2 separate regions of the Zea mays genome follow, and region 1 is linked to region 2. A link is a contact called in public Hi-C data. All regions are on one chromosome and are shown on one strand. Each heading gives the region's core, a stretch centred on a gene start, on an enhancer-like site or on the middle of the called end of the contact. The rest is flanking DNA. Distances are from core to core; before and after follow the strand shown.

Region 1 (5,514 bases), core at 874-3,373, 350 kb before region 2:
CACGGCCAAGAATCGAGCTCAAAAGACTATCTCAAAGTTCTCACTAGAACAGAGCTCGAATCACTGAGAATGACAAACGAATGCGCAAAGACTGAGTGTGGATGATCAAGAATGCTCTAAGGTTGCTTGGGCTTCTCCTCCATGCGCCTAGGGGACCCTTTTATAGCCCCAAGGCAGCTAGGAGCCGTTGAGAGCAAATCTGGAAGGCCATTCTTGCCTTCTGTCGTCTGGTGCACCGGACAGTCCGGTGCACACCGGACAGTCCGGTGCACACCGGACAGTGTCCGGTGCCCGATTTCCTTCCAAATATGGCGCAGTCGACCGTTGGCAGCCTGAGAGCCGTTGGTGCACCGGACATGTCCGGTGCACACCGGACAGTCCGGTGCCCCCTTCTAGCCGTTGGCTCGGCCACGTGTCCCGCGCAGATCGCGCGGCCGACCGTTGGCCCGGCCGACCGTTGGCTCACCGGACAGTCCGGTGAATTTTAGCCGTACGTCGCCGGTGAATTCCCGAGAGCGGCCACTTCGCTCGAGCCAGCCTGGCGCACCAGACACTGTCCGGTGCACCACCGGACAGTCCGGTGCTCCCAGACTCAGCTAATTGGATTTTTCCTGTTTCCAGCACTTAGACACAATACATTAGTCCATAAAACAATGTACTAAGTCTGAGAAACATACCTTTATCCTTGATTTGTACTTTGTCCACCTTTTTACACTTAGGCACTTGTGTTGGGCACTAAACCACCAAAATACTTAGAAATGGCCCAAGGGCACATTTCCCTTTCACTAAGCTGGTGCACGTAGGGATGGCAATGGGTCGGATTCGGGTTGGGTGGCACAAAAATCCACCTGCGATCACACACGTGAAGTCTACTTAAACCCGCCCATTATTGCACCCACGGGTGTAATTCCAAACCCGCACACGAACTCGTCGGGTTTCGGGTCACCCGCGAGTTTTACTCATTGTACACGTTTAAACAATAATTCAACTATAACAATTAAGTACCAACAACATTTGAGTTATGTCTATGGATTTCAAACCTTCTCATGTTGAGCAGCAACACAATATTTATGAACCATTAGACATATTATTTATTCAAAATAATTATTATTGTATCTTAAACATTTTGCGCAAAATAAAGAATGGACCAATTTTTGGGTCGAGTATGGGTCACCCAATGGTTGAAATAGAAACTCACACCCACACTCGCGAAACTTCGAATCGGTTGCGGGTTGCAATCGTGGGTCAAAATCTCTACCCATGCCTGCACCCATCGGGTCGGGTACCCACCGGGTTTCGGGTTTGCGGATTAAATTGCCATCCCTAGGTGCACGTCGAGGGGTGTTTTAAAAAATTATCATAAGAATTTACATGGCAAATGGTTAGTTTGCACTTGATAGGTTCCCAAAGGGTAATCAATCTTCAAATGAACAAACATATAATTATCAGATATAGGAGTGTACCGTACTACCGTATCAAAGGAGCTTCAGCACCTTGCTTCTTGGATGAATGTTTGATCCATTCCATACGATCCAAGCAAAATGGTTGCGGTTGTGGAATACTCCCTCCAGTTTTCTATTAGTTGTCGTTTAGGACAACACGATCTTTAAAATAGTAAAATATAACTTTGACTAATGATTTTTTGTTAAAATATAAATAAACTCTTAATATATTTATACTTTTATAAAATTATTTTTAAGACAAATCCGTGCATATAAATATTAGGTTTCAAAACTAAATAATAAAATAGTTATTTTAGTTAAAAATTTATAAGTTTGACTCAAACCTTATCGAAAACGATAACTAATAGTACACCGGAGTGAGTACGCTATGTCTGCCCAGCCCACGTTGGCCTTTGAGGCTTTGACGCTGTCCACGATACAGTCAGCAGCACGCCAGCTAGTACTGGCAGCAGGCAATATGCTCAGCGCCTCAGTCGCTCTTTCAACGAAACGCCACAAAGCAAACAAATCCGATCAACCCAGAATTCTTGAAACGGGCCTTTTGAACATCGTCATTCGGCCCATTGGAGGCACACAGAGTTCAGCATAGCTCGCCAGCCCAAGTGCGGTGAGGGAATAGTTTCTCCACCAAAAAAAAGTGCGGCAACGTAGCAGAGGAGGAGCAGGGGGAGGAGGAGGCTAGGGTTGCTCGGCGATGGCGTCGGCGGCGAAGACCCTTGCACGGGTTGGATCATCCCTCTTCGGCCGCATTCTCGCGTCTCCGTCCTCGTCCATACCCCGCGCCGGGCTGCCGCTAGCCAGGCTGCAGCCACACGTCCCGCCGCCGGCACCGGCGGGGGTGGACGCTTACGAGGCGGAGACCATCGCCAGGCTGAGCTCGCTCCCCGGCGAGATATCCTTCCCCTGCGGACTTCCCTCGCTCCGCTTCTTCATCGACGACGGTACAGCTTCTCTCACACACACGCACTCATGAATGGATTGGGCCGTGATTGAGTATTGAAGTTGGGCTCGGATCGCTAGTCACTGCCAGTTTCAGAAATGGGGAATAGGGGGACTGGGATCAATGTTTTTCATAAACCGTTCGTTGAATATAGAGATTGTAGTGTCGTTGAATATAGAAATTGCAGTGTGTGACTACTCGAAACTCGCATGATTTCTGTTGTAATGCGCATTTTCTGTGATTTGCAGTTATACCATTTCACTATTAAGCTTTGCTTTTTGCGGACTTGGGAAGAATTGCCAAGATTTCATACAGTTACCTTATTTGGGGGCATTGTTTTCTGAAAAGTCATGGTTGCCTTCATCAATGCTGATGTGTTACTTTTATCTGGCTTGTGTTGAAAGTTACTAAGTGATTGATCAACCTTGAGAAGTCACGTTTCTAGTGTTATTGATGCTCTTACGCATAGAAGAACACGTTGCTTGCAATACAGTACTCAGTATTTAAAGTTCCTTGATGCCTTTTTGTTCCTTAAATAGTAGGTGGCAGAACCTAAAGATTGATACACTGCATAAATTGTTTGTGGATCATTTGACAGCCTAAAACTGAGATTGTGTGGAGCTTAGGAAATTCTGCTATGATTTATGTTGAAATTAAGTCTGGTAGAAAGTGCAGTAGAAATACTCAATTACCCAAGTCTCCTTTTGCTAAGACTGTTTATTTGCATAGTGCCAAATGGTGGCCATTTCTTGTTCCAGCTGCTGCTGATTGTCCTAAAATTGGTTAGAAAGTGTATGACAAATACTCAAGTACATGCAGTTCGTCCTGCTGTTCCTGGATTGTTTCCTTGCATGGTCCCAAACAGTGACTGTTCCTTGCTACTTCTGTTGCTGGAAATGTTGCCGTAGTTATATTTGGTGAATACTAGAGTCTTGATTATGATATGTAGGCTTTGGATTATGACCTGGCAGCTAGGATCAACTTTTATTTTTGTTAGTTTGATGTCTTTTTCTAATCCGTTGCTTCTGTTCTGCTATTTGTAGTCGAGGATCCTGTTCCTAATGACCCCTTTCAGTTGCTCCCGAAAAGAACTTACCAGCCCAGTACAATCAAGCGGAAAAGAACCCATGGATTTCTTACACGGTCTGTCTCTCTAGCTTTTCCCTGGCCATTATTTTGCTTCCCTCGTCCTTCATTGAAAAAGGAAGATGGGTTTCAAGTTGGTATTATCAAATTCTGTTTCCGTTCATGTTTGCCTTTGGCACCTCATCATTTAGATTAGGAAGGTAGTTTATCTGGCATGATTGTGGTTCAGTGCCCTCATGTCCTTGTTACATTGGTTCTGCAGTAAATCGACCAAGGGTGGGCGCAAGGTGATTGCCCGGAGAATCGCCAAAGGCAGGCACAGAATCTCAGTTTAGCTAGATCTCGCTCGTAGCAGCCCTGGATGTTTTCTGTAACACAGATTCGTATCGTGTTCTTTCTATGGTTAGCACTCTGCTGAAGGTGAGCCCCCGCGCAAGCAGCAGTCCATGTATGGATTTTTATTGTGAAACTTTTTTTTGGGTGGTTTCAGTCCTGGCCATCCGTAGGATATGCCTTCTTCCATTTTATTTTGCCTTTGCTCTCCCTGGTCGGTGCGGTGCAGCCGTACGCATCAGTGGCGGATGCAGAACAAAATTCTAGGTGGGGCCGATAGTGCAAGAGACAAATCACCAGACTAGACCATAAATATAGATTAATGATAATAATATGAATGTTAAATGATAATATCTAGTGTTTTCAAAATGATATGAATACCAAAAAAACCTTTTTGGCTACCAAAAGGAGAGCTAGAGAGAGAAAATAGGTGGACTGACTGAGGATGAGGCACTAGGGCGGAGCAGCCGTATCAACGTGTCGTTCTGGCGAGTCATCGAATTTGTCGTGAGTTGGCGTTAGTGAGACGACGACAACTAGGAGGAGCGAGTGCGGGAGGCAAGGTAGCGATAGATGACGGTGACGGCAAGCGACACCCATTGTCGTGTTGCAACCGCGCGGTGGGACTCTAATGAGTTAGCGAGGGACAGGTGACGCCACGGTCTCACCAACAACTTGCCCATCTGCTGGTGCGGACTAGGAGGCAAAATATCAACGTTGCCTGCAGGATCCTGACGAGTCGACGAGCTGATGAGTGATGAGAAGGTAAGGTGCGCTGCAGCGGGCGGATTAGGTCACCGACTTACTGGTCAGTTGATGACCGAAGAAGCGAGTGAGCCACGACTGGGCTTGCGCTAGGGAAGAGAATCAAATGGCTCAGGTGAAGAGTGGATTGAGCAATGAAGTATCGACAGAAAAATAGATCAAAACCTAGTTTTCACTAGATTTGTTCACGCTAACTAAACAAAAATTTGTTTTATTTTGGTGTGTACCTAAACCTAGGTATAAGGGGTTAAAAAAATTGAGGTGGGGCCATGGCCCACCTTGCCCACCCCTTGGATCCGCCCCTGGTATCACGCTCCTATGGTCTCGACGATGAAATTCTGCCAGATGCTATGTGCTCCTTTTGCAAGGTATTATCCGATTCGATTTGGATAATCGGAATTCATGAGGTAGTATTTTTTTGAAAATAAGTAGGTTACCATTTTAGGTATATATGAAAGATTTTTTTGGTATCATTATGTATTATACTACCTCTATCACAAATATGTGACACAATTGATTTTTTTTAAAAACTTTGACCACTCGTATTATTCAAAATATTTATTCGAAAATATAAAATTTCAAGTTATACTTAAACAACCATAAGTGATAAAACAAATCATAACAGAATAAACAATAACTTAAGATTTTTTTTTGAATAAGACGAGTGTCAGTTTTAAAAAAAGTCAATAGCATCATATATTTGTAAACGGATGGAATATTACCTTTAGGAAATAAAGGAAGATTAGTCAATGTATGAATAAGAATTCTCATGTCATGTGTGGAATCCGACCAACTAGTCATCACAATAAATCTTATGTCAAAGTCGCATATGGCAAGTACATAATGTGATGTATATTTATGACAACAAGCGTAATTTATCACCTTCTCGGTAGGCACTATGACCTTCACATGTGATCCATCTATAGC
Region 2 (5,855 bases), core at 1,277-3,776:
CCCTTATCGAACGGGGCACGGGCGTCCACTCGGATCACCCGTTAGCAACTCACTGGAGACACCATGTTCGGCGCCCTCCAACGGCAACATGGCGCTTTCCCCCCTTCCTCCTTGAGCAAAGGCGACGAAGGGGCGTATAATAAAAGTCGAGACAGTCCTTGATCGTCCTCTCGCTCCGTGCAGAGGCTCGGGGGCTGCTCTCGCAACCCGGCTACGGCCAAACCGTTGACAGCGTCAACAAACCAGCCTAAAAACTCGGAACCTGACCATGCACCCGGGCTACGACCAGGCCGCATGAGGGAACAACAAGGCCGACCGAAGCATCACGAAAAGCATTAAGACCTCAGAGGAGTCAAACCACTCCTCCGAGGCCTCAGGGGCTACACCCGGCGGGTGCGCTCGCGTGCACCCACCGGAGCAAAGTATAACCGAGAAAGGTCGGTCCCCTCATAGAGAAATGCGGCAAAGCCTCCAAGCGAGTACCAACACTCCCTTCGAGGCTCAGGGGCTACTGTCGGGTACCGTAATTAGGGGTACCCCCAACACTCCTAAACACGGCTGGTAAGCACCCTCAGCACAAACTGCAAAGATTGATGGGCACGGTTCAAGTCAAGGCCTCGTCTACCAAGGGACGCAATCTTGTCTCGCCCGAGCCCGGCCTCGGGCGGGAACAGTAGTCCCGGACGAATTCACGCCTCGCCCGAGGGCCTCCTCAGGCAGTGGGCGCACCCTCGGCTCGCCCGAGGCCCAGCTCGGGCAGGCTTCGTCGAGAAGCAACCTTGGCCAAATCACCTCACCAACCGTCCGTATCGCAGGCGCATTCAATGCGAAGATCGCCTGACATCTCATCCTGACACGCGTGCCGCAGTCGGCAAGGTCGAAGTGACCGCAGTCACTTCACCCCTTTACTGTCCGATCTGACAGGAAAACAGCACCGCTCACACCGCTCCGACTGCTGTGCCAACCACCCGGGTAAGGCTGACAACAGCCGAGTTCAGCCTCGGGCGCAACAGGAAGCTCCGCCTCGCCCGACCTTAGGCCTCGGCCTCGAGAGGAATCGCATCCTCACCCGACCCGACCTCGACCTCAGGAGAAGTCTCCGCCTCGCCCGACCTTAGGCTCGGACCGACCGCGCCACATGGGATACATCATTACCCTACCCCTAGCTAGCTCAGGCTACGAGGGAACAAGACCGGCGTCCCATCTGGCTCGTCTCGGTAACAGGTAATGATGGCTCCCCGCGTGCGTCCATAACGACGGTGGTTCTCAGCCCCCTACGGAAGCAAGGAGACGTCAGCAGGATCCCAGCAGCACCGCCAGCTGTGCTTCTACAGGGCCCAGGCACTTCTCCGACAGCCACGTTATCGCGTACACAGGGCTCTAGCACCTCTCCGACAGCCACGTTGACATGTATACAGGGCTCAGGCACTTCTCTGCCAGACACGTTAGCGCATAAGCTACACCCCCCATTGTACACCTGGACCATCTCCTTGCATCTATAAAAGGGAGGTCCAGGGCCTTCATGCGGGAGGGTCGCGCAGAGGGACGAGCAAACGAACAGGCTCACTCTCTCTCTCGCGCGCGAACGCTTGTAACCCCTACTACGAGCACCCCCTGGTGCGAGATAACACGAGCCGCATTTCCCTCTTGTGTTCCATCTTGCGCCAACCCATCTGGGCAGGGGCACGCAACGATAAAATTCACTGGTCGGCCCGGTTGAGGGTCCCCCGGGGTCCGAAACGTCGACAATAAGAGATACACGTCATGTGGGTAAAGTTGTACCACCTCTGCAGAGTGTAAAACTGATATGTCAGCCGTGATCATGGTTAAGAGCAGCATGTACCCTCACATGATAATTGAACCTAAAGATGGAGTCAAAATCGTGATCCCGTGGTTTTTTAAATGGTTTGTTTAAATAGTTTCACTTAAGTGTTTTGAGATATAATCATTATGCTCATAATTTTATTGGGTTTTGAGATACACTTACAAATAGTAAGTTAGGTGTTGCTAATAAAATATTGACCAACTAAAATGCTTACCACGTAACCATAGCCTACCTTGCTAACCTTGCATAGTTCCTCCCATTTGCTAAGCCCTCACCGTAAGTGAGTTCACCTATTGTTAAAATTTTTATCAGAAGGTGATGAGGAAGACTTTGACAAAAACGTTGACGAGTATGGAGTCCAGCGACGCTCCGGTCATCTTCCTCTGAGAGATTACCCATAATATTTTTGTTGTACTTTGATGATAATATTGTTCAAGATTTTTAAGTTTAGATAATGTAATAAAGTTATTATACTCTTTTTACGTTTTTATTGTATTATCTTTTAATATATCACACTTGTGGCACAACATATATATGAAAAATGAATTCTATTACATATATGTTATACATTCGATTTTTGTTTGTAAAGAGTGTGACACATATACACTTTGTGCTGCCGGATACAGGCATACAGCCTAACAATTTAAAAAAGACAAAAAATCGAGGGCGTTCTCACTCATGTCGTCTTCCTCTCCTTCACTTTTCCTGTACGCCCTCGAAGCTTCGACTGCTTGCCCATGACCTAAGCCGCTGCCGCCTACACCCTCACATCCCGCGCCCTCCTCTATCGCGCCGCCACCGACCACCCCCAAATCCTGCTTCCCCACCGCTCGCTTCCGTTGGGATCGTCCGTCCTCCCAGACCGCGTGGGCGCTTCTTCTTCGGAATCTCCGTGGGCCGAGTGGCGCTGGGCTAGGGATTCGGGCCCATGGCGTGGCGGCGCGTCCTCACCCAGGTGAGAGTTCTGCCTGACCTTTTCTTCGTTACCGCGCTTTATTGTTGTATTGAGATACGGTGGTGGCCTCAAATCTTCGATCTTGTGTGTCTGGGCGGGATTGCGAGCTGCGTTGTTAGGCTCTGCGCATACGAACAACGTCTGCAGATGTCTGTTCGTATACATGGCTATCTTGGGAGCTGTCTGTGAGGATGTCTCTGCTGATGAAACATGTAGGCGATGAGGCTACTGATTTTGGCCAAACAGTGATCCAGTTTGCGTTTTGTATTCGTTATTAATTCCGCTACTAATCGAAAGAATCTTGTCTTTAAGTTTAAAATTCTGGATGGTCTATTATATGACCTGTCGTCAGATTATTGTGATAGCCTGTATCTGTATGAGCATTTACAGGAAACTCTAGATTTAAGTCGAGATGTCATCTAGCGTGTTGTTCTGTGTCCTGGGATACTAATTTATACTTTTTATTAGGACATAACAATAATAGTAACTAAAAAAATTGATGCCAAGTCCATTTAATGATGGATATTGAGATCTACTGTGACAATTGTTGCTCACAATCTTAATCAGCTATGCTGTATTGTCAATTTATCGTTCTGTGTCTAGTGAAAATAATTCTTAGGACGGAACAGTAAGAACTAAAAACTGATTGCAAATCCATTTAAATAATGAACATAGAGATGTTCTGTAACAATTGCTGATCACAATTGAATAATCTGCACTGTGTTGGAACCTGCCTCCTGGGACAGCAGGATCCAATAGGGAAGTGGTGGGAGTAGTTTAATGCCTCTAAACACAGGGTGTCGAGGCAATAGTGTTCTCTCTCTTTGCTTTGGCACAGTACGTGGGGATTTATAGGTAACCGAGGGACCGCCCGCCCTTGTCAAGGACAGCTAGGCCCTCAGTTACCTAATTTATCCCCGGAATATTCCCTCATAGGGGGGGGGGTACAGTGTGTCATTACAACATGCTTTATTACAGACGCGGCCCACATGGCACTTGCGGGCGTGGTCCCACGACATGGGCCGAATTGCACATGGGCCCCTTCTCGCGCTGAGGGGGACAAAGCCTTGTAGTCTTCGAGGCTTCGATCACCCGGTCCTTGAAGTCGTCGGGGGCCTTCGCCTAGGCTTGTCGGGGCGAAGGAGGCGCTTGGGCCTTCGCACAGACGACGTCCGCGGCCCGGCCGGTGGGGCCTGCTGGCGCGGCCTTCGGCCTGCGGAATGTTGATGTAGAGGTCGACGAGCGAGGGGTAGGCGTGTTCGCCTTCGCCCCAACACACTGCTATATTGTAATTCTGCGTTTCGTGAAGCTAATTCTTAGGAAGAGCAGTAAGAACTTAAAATTGATGGCAAGCCCATTTGAATAATGAATTTTGAGATGTTATGTAACAAATGTGTAATCAAATAATTGGCTCTGTGATATTATTATGTTCTATCCTTGTTGATGTATGTATACATATCAATGTTTGGTGCTTTAACTGATCCAGGTTTGTGTGTGTGTGTGTGTGTGTGTGTGTGTGTGTGTGTGCGCTGTTCCGTCACAGATTGCAAGGCATCGACCAACAAAAGCAATCTACAATGAACTAGTTGCTTCCTCCCCTTTGGGCGCTTTTCAAAGTGACATCACTGCAGGTACACGGAGGTGACAATCAATCATTGGGCATCTGTTTCCTATTACTCTATTAATATGTTGCCGCCTAACTGTGTGACATTTGCATCTTCCTAAAGGTACCATGCTCACTGTAGGACTTTCCATATCATTTGCTGTCCAAATTTATATATATATTATTTTTCTTTACACACTAAAGTTGTTTGTGATGGCTATCATGCATCTGGTATATATTATATGACTTTCTTCAATGCAGTGCCACTATTCAGTGCCATTGTTTGACATCTATATGGTCTTGTTGCTCACTCCAGGTGCCAGAATTAAAAATTTGCAAGAGAGGAACCAGTCAAGTTACATCGGTAGCCTTGCACGCCGGGTGCGAGACCTAGAATCACCAAGCCAAACCTCTCTTCTTAAAGAGATTTACAGAAGTGACCCGGAGCGTGTCATACAAATATTTGAAAGCCATCCTTCATTACATTCTAATCCCGCAGCACTTTCGGAGTATGTAAAAGCTCTTGTAAGGGTTGATAGGCTGGACGAGAGTGCCTTGCTTAAAACACTGCAGAGAGGTACCAAAGTCCTAAGACATTTCCTTTATTTCATAGCTGAGAAAATTTTGCATTCTGTTACATTATATGTGCAATGCAGCTACTGTTTATTTTTCCAATTGTAGCATCACTTGAAAAACACCTGTATAGTGGCGGTGTTCTTATATTATGGATACATCCAATGCTCTGCTAGTAGGTTTTGATGCCTATGTCTTGGATACAAATTCTTTTCTATCCTTATGAATAAACCACAGCAGTTAACAAATGCATATGCTGTAAAAAAACTTTATGCTCTACTGTAGTTCCGATTTACTTTGACTAGTAAATATGCTCGTGCTTTGCTATGGGCGAAGGCCCTTGAAAACTTAGCGCTGTCTCCTGGTTGTGTACGCCATTCACATCACGTGTTTCAACGGCAGTGTTCGCTAGTAGCACCTGTTTTGAGAAAGAGATGTGGTAACAGATATCCTTTTTGAAGCGAGGAAGGAGACGTGTGGAAGCACGTCTGATTAGAAAGGAGAGTGCAAGAAAGAAACCTGATATTGTTTTCCATGGGGTTTCTCTGTTTTTTCATTATTTTTATTAGGAAAGTGTAGAGTTGCTTACATGTCCTGATATTATGGAGCCCCAAAACCACCTCTGCACCTTTATTCCATCCTCCTGGCTAACTTTGGGCTTGTGTAGAATGGATGCTATTGCCTGTTTCCCTTACGCGCCAAGGCAAAAAAAACTGCTGCAGCTGTCTGCTAATCCTAGTGGTTGTGGAAAACACCACACATGCATGGCCCGGAGCCCCGGAGGTACTGGCAGCCACACCGAGCACACCCAGCTGCCAGCTTTGCTGCTGCTGCTGCTGCTTCCTGGCACATGCAGTTCTATCATAGCTGCTGGCCCGCGTGCCTTCCTGCTTGCTGAC

Evidence for each region. A called contact is a pair of places that touch in the nucleus more often than the background predicts.
Region 1: a contact with region 2 is called in a Hi-C map of leaf, with 8 times the contacts expected there. The contact joins the promoter of LOC100272242 here to the promoter of LOC100384366 in region 2. A contact is called at or near these places in 2 of 25 Hi-C or Micro-C datasets (leaf and tassel).

The regions. Positions count from the first base shown.
Region 1 is chr8:143,207,262-143,212,775 of Zm-B73-REFERENCE-NAM-5.0, reverse strand. LOC100272242 (LIN1 protein) reads left to right here and starts at 2,123. Exons shown (of 3, transcript NM_001350728.1): 1 at 2,123-2,404; 2 at 3,447-3,546; 3 at 3,752-4,149. The coding sequence starts at 2,158. The coding sequence ends at 3,824.
Region 2 is chr8:142,858,491-142,864,345 of Zm-B73-REFERENCE-NAM-5.0, reverse strand. It overlaps LOC100384366 (ATP-dependent zinc metalloprotease FTSH 4 mitochondrial), which reads left to right and starts at 2,526. Exons shown (of 7, transcript NM_001349058.1): 1 at 2,526-2,780; 2 at 4,324-4,411; 3 at 4,700-4,960. The coding sequence starts at 2,754.